Linked DNA regions of Sus scrofa: region 1 is linked to region 2. Evidence: chromatin contacts called from public promoter capture Hi-C data. All regions are on one chromosome and are shown on one strand. The core of a region is the stretch at or near the end of the contact, and the rest is flanking DNA. Distances in the headings are between cores, read along the strand shown.

Region 1 (2,728 bases), core at 61-2,560, 410 kb before region 2:
GGGTAAGGCACCGGCTCCCGCGTTACCCGGGACAAACCCGACAATCTCAGGGGCTCAGTGGAGACGCGGGGTGCCCCATTATAAGGCGGCGGGGGAGCCGCAGAGCAGTGTGCAACGTTCGTGCACACAGCACCTCTGGTGTAGTTGGCGCTCGGTAAACCGTAAACAATAACAGGCCCCCGCCTCTCCACCCCCGCAGCCATCCCCTGACAAAGCGGGGTGCAGGCACTCGCGCTCTCGCAGTTAACTCCAACGTGTTCCTAACCAACGCCGACCCCCAACCTGGGGAGCCCCGCTTCGCCCCCACCCGCCACAGCCCCGCACCAGCCTCAGAGCCCCCGCTTTTCCTGGTGGGTCGCCCACACTTCCTTGGCTCCGGGAGGCGCCAAGGGCCCCCAGCTCCTCTGCCGTGAGTGCGGGGTCCTCTCACAAAGCTCATAGCCCGGCCACGACTATCGGGGACGCTCGCCCCAGTCGAGCTGCCCGCGATCCCGAACCTGGCGGACCGCCGGCCTCAGAGGCTGCTGGAGCCTCCGAGGCGGCTCCGGGGGCGTCCTCCCCACCCCATCCTCCAGCTCCCGGAGAAGGCGTGAGTGACCGAGCCTCTTCCGACGTGCGCCCGGCCCGCATCGAACCCACACCGCGGCCCCTCCCCGGGCCACGCTACGGCGACCCCGGACACCTTAACCCCTGGACTCGCCCCCCGACGCCACTCACCTTCCAGCGCCCGACAGCCGGTGGGCAGCAGCAGCGGCAGCAGCAGCAGCAGCGGAGAGAGCAGCGGCAAGAGTCCCGGCGGCTGCGGCGGCGGCGGGCGGGCTCGGGCCATGGCCAGGGCGGGCTCCGGGAGCCGAGCCGGGCCGCGCCGGGCCGGGCCGCGCCGGCGGGGCTGCGGACACACGCGGAAAGGTTCGTTCGGTGGGCTCCGAAGTAAGCTTGCGCACGGTCCCAGGAGATCCAGACAAGGAGACGGTGCGATCCAGGAGGGCGGCTCCGGGACCGAGGCGGCACCCTGACCCGGGCGATGCTGGGGGATACAAGCAGGTCGGTCCCGGGGGAATCTGGACGGACCGGTCCAGGAGGATCCGGGGCGCTTGGAGAGCTCGGAGCCAGAGGACTCGGAGAGACCCGCCGGGGCGGAGGGCGCAAGTGATGGCAGTTCGGTGTGCACTGTAATCCAGCGGTCTGCTGCGGGCCCGACTCGGATCCGCGACTCCGGGTGCGCGCGCCGGCCGGGGTCCGAGGTGGGTTCTTGCTGCGCCGCTCACGTACTCACTTCTGCTGTCCCCAGCGCTGGCGCGGCCGCTCTGGGCGAGAGGGGCGGGGCCGGCCTCCTGCCTGTCACCGCCCAGGTCCCGCCCCTAGCCGCTGGCCGCCACTCACGGACCGCCAGGCGCGTTGGTTCGGCCTCGAGAGCACTCTGCAGGAGTTCAGTTGGCGGCGCCTCAATCACGCCCACCCTCAGACTCTCTGAGGCCTGGGGTGGGCGGGGCCAGGGAAAAGATGAATTAGATTGGGCGGAGCGATACTGTCCATCAGAGGGAGCAGAGGGAGAAACCCGCCTCCTGCTGCCCAGTGGCGATTAGTACCCGAACCTGAGTCCGAAGGGGTGCCATCCTCATACAACGAGCCGGGGGCGCCCTCATGTGGCTGTCTTTCCAGGAGCATTTAGACCCTGACTAAACTCAGCTTAGGTACAACCAAGTGGGCGTCCTAGCAACACTTCCCACGCTTGTTTATATATTCATTCATTCATTCAGCTATGTATTTCATCATTCTTTGCGCCAAAGAGTCCAGTAACTTCTGGCCATACAGCAATGGAGAAGACACAGGTTTTCTCTTGGAGCTAGTTTACTGGTGGCAGGAATGAAATCATCACAACAGAGTGTTAACAGGTATTGTTATGCAAGAAGGACAGAGTTGCTGGAGCACATGTGAGAGGGGTGGCTGTGCCTGGCCCTGAGGAAATGACATTCAAGCCGAAATATGAAAGATGAGTGGCAGGTGAAGGATGTGCCCTGGGTGGCAGGATGGCAGTTTCAGGCAGGGCAAACACACTTTGGTGAAGTCCCAGGGGTGAGAAAAACTGATATTTATTGGCAGAAGCTGAAAGAAGTCCAGAATATCTAAAGTGTAGAGTTAGAGACTGAGAGGCGCCAAAAGGAAGCTTGGAAGTAGGTATGGGGAACCAGAGGAATGTTTTTTAGATTCATAAGGCCTTCCTGAGAGCTGGGGTCTGAAGCAGAGGCGTTATTTGTCAGATTAACGTGGCTGCTCTGGGAAGGAAGAATGGGAGGAGGTAAGGGTAGAAACAGGGAGAACAGAGGAAGCTGTGTGGCAGTCAGAGGAAGATGGTAGCTTGGACCAGGGCGGTGGCATGGAGAGGGAGAGAAGTGGGCAGGTCTAAGATATTTCAGGAGGCAGAGTTCATGGGATTTGCGATTGTGAGGTTCCCAGGTTATGTGGTAAGTGGAGACATTAAGGAGAACCCTCCAGGTTTCTGGATTGGGCAGATGGACATCTACCCCATTTGTTCAACACACATTTACAAAGTGCAATAACCACTCTGAAAAAACAAAACTGGTCTTGTTTATTGAGAGGTAGATATTATTATAGCCTCATTTTACAAACAAAACTGACACTCAGAAAGTCTTAGTCACTTGCCCCCAGTCATGGTGCTCATAAGTGGCAGGGGTAGGATTTGGATCAAGGCCTGTATAGCTTTTAG
Region 2 (2,700 bases), core at 74-2,573:
TCCTTTTCTAAGAGGCAAGGGCTAGTCATCCCCATCACTTGTCCAAAATAAACAGTCATTAGACTATTTGGAGGAAGTGAAGAGTCAAAGAGGACTTTTCCTGAATTGAATGCCAAGTCCCTTTCTTTGAACTGGGGACTGCTGAGTGACCCAGCAATCCCTAGGACTAGCTGAGGCCAATTCCCCAGCTTCTAGACAATGCAGGGATGTTGGCAACCAGCCATTAAACCCGTTCTGTTCTTCTTTTGACATATGGCATTGGCTCTCATTAAAACCTGGGAAGAAAAAAAAGCACACTTGGAGTTCTCCTCGTGGCTCAGTGGTTAACGAATCCGACTAGGAACCATGAGGTTATGGGTTTGATCCCTGGCCTTGCTCAGTGGGTTAAGGATCCGTTGTTGCCATGAGCTGTGGTGTAGGTGGCAGATGCGGCTGGGATCCCGTGTTGCTGTGGTTCTGGTGTAGGTCGGTGGCTACAGCTCCGATTAGACCCCTAGCCTGGGAACCTCCATATGCCGCGGGAGAGGCCCTAGAAATGGCAAAAAGACAAAAACAAAACAAAACGAAACACCAAAAAAACCACACTATACAAGTCTGCTCTTTTTTTTTGGGGGGGGGGACGACAATATGATCTCCCTTTTGGAGGCAAAAGGAGGTGACATTCCCTTTCATCACTCGATCTTATTATCCTCTGCATAAAGCCAGCGCAGCCTCCTCTTGAGGCACTGAATCCCAGAATGAAGGCTTCTCACAAGCACTGCTTCTGCATCAGCCCTTTGCAGAGCTCCCAAACCTGAGGTGGACAGCACGACGAGTGCTCAAATCTGCCAGCCACTCACTTGGTCAGGCAATCGTCAGGGCTTTAGACGGTCTCCTCGCCTTCCTCATAATCAGATAAACCCGATTTCTGAGAGAGAGAGTGGACACAAGTCCTTCCAGAGCCCGCCTCACCAGGAAGCCGAAGGGATAACTTGCTATAGCCCCGCCACCTCCAGGCCCTCTGGCAGCTTCCAAGCGTGCGGCGCTCACCCGAGGCTGGTCCTTGGAGATAGGGAAGAAACGGCGGTTGAAGCTGTCGGCCACCAGAACTGCTTGTAGGGGCGGCGGCGGTTCCTCCTCTGCCCCTCTGGCTGCCCCCCCGCCGCCGCCGCCGCCACCCTGTCCGCTGCCGCTGCGCTTGTTGGCTCGACCAGGCACCGGACCAGGCGGCGCCACCACAGTAGCCGCCATCTTCTTCTCTCACGGCCACCACTTCCGCACGGAAACTGACACGGCAAGCAGTAAGGGACAAAAAGACCTAGCACTCGAAACGCGAAGGACTAGAGAAGGAAGGGCGGGAGGAGCCGCGGAGAGAGGAGTGCGCATGCGTCTTCCTCAGCCCAGAGGTTGGGCAGGGAGGAGTGAGGTCTGCGGCCCAGCGCTGCGGAAGGTGACCTGTTGAGGCGCCTGGGCCTGGGGTCCTATGGACTGCAGAGTCTATTGGCAAGTAGAGTCGGCCGTCATTTGTACGTGAGCAAGCTGAGGTTCTTGCGGGATAATGAGACTTCTGGTCTTTGCGAAACGGCCAGAACCTTTCTGGATGTGTAATTTTCTCTGCCACCCCCCCACCCCAGCCACCTGAGCACCTCAAAAATTGTGGTCCTCCGTCTTTATTCTCGTCACCTAATGTGACCTGGCACCTTGGGGAATTCAGAACTGAGTCAGACATTCCTATCCCTCAGGGGACTAACAGTCTATGTGAATACAGAACGCGGAATAGTAGAGAGAGTAGTAACTCTGGTAAAGCGCTGATTGTGGACAGGAATGATACAAGCGTTATTGCACTTACTTCGTCACACATCTTGGAGAACCTTTTACTCATTCATTCAACAAACATTTCTGGAACTCTCAGTGGGATGAAGTTCATTCAGCTAGTAGATGGAAGAACTGGTATTGGAACCCAATCTGTAAGACGTCATAGCTCTACAATCTTTCTGCCAAGTTTTGCATGGCCAAAAATTTACTATTTTTTGACATCTTCATTCATTCATTCAGCATGTCAAGCATTTATTGAAACCCCATGGAGTGGGTCCAAGAACACTGTATTATTATTTTTCTGTCTTTTGTCTTTTTAGGGCCACACCCACGGCATATGGAGGTTCCCATGATAGGGGTCAAATAGGACTTAGAGCTGCCAACCTACACCACAGCCACAGCAACGCCAGATCCAAGCCGCGTCTGCGATCTACACTACAGGTCACGGCAACACAGGATCCTTAACCCACTGAGTGAGGTTGGGGATCGAACCTGCATCCTCGTGGTTCCTACTAGGATTCCTTTCTGCTGCTCTACGATGGGAACTCCCAAGAATACTATAAAATTGAGTAGATCCCCAAGGTAAGCAGCAAACCTTGGTGACAGAAGTGCAAAGGTGCTCGAGGAGCAGCAGCATTTGGGGAAAGAGGCAGTGGCTGAGCTGGTAAGCCAGGCCTGCTGAAGCTTGGGACCTCGGGGATGTGGTGGAAGCGAGGTGAGGCGGGTTGGGTGTCCTTTGGTGGGCAAGAAGCTTTCCTGCAAGGTACCTCACTCTTTTCGTTGGAATTCCACCATCCTGCAAAGTTTCTGCACAATTTGTTCCCACCCGAGGGCTGTGTTGCACGTCAGGATTTGGGGTTGGAAGGGCTGAGATTTGTTGTTTTCCCTTTGGGGCAGCAGCTGGAC

What was found. Promoter capture Hi-C pulls out the DNA fragments that hold promoters and counts their contacts.
Region 1: a contact with region 2 is called in a promoter capture Hi-C map of fetal skeletal muscle, with 4 times the contacts expected there. The contact joins the promoter of EPHB3 here to the promoter of EIF2B5 in region 2. A contact is called at or near these places in 1 of 5 promoter capture datasets (fetal skeletal muscle) and 5 of 47 Hi-C or Micro-C datasets (embryonic fibroblasts, heart right ventricle, mesenteric adipose tissue and 2 more).

What each region holds. Positions count from the first base shown.
Region 1 is chr13:122,466,143-122,468,870 of Sscrofa11.1, reverse strand. EPHB3 (ephrin type-B receptor 3) reads right to left here and starts at 1,310. Exons shown (of 16, transcript XM_003358733.5): 1 at 718-1,310. The coding sequence starts at 829.
Region 2 is chr13:122,059,031-122,061,730 of Sscrofa11.1, reverse strand. EIF2B5 (translation initiation factor eIF-2B subunit epsilon) reads right to left here and starts at 1,323. Exons shown (of 16, transcript XM_021069943.1): 1 at 1,030-1,323. The coding sequence starts at 1,230. It overlaps LOC106507270 (a long non-coding RNA gene), which reads left to right and starts at 2,249. Exons shown (of 3, transcript XR_002337773.1): 1 at 2,249-2,376.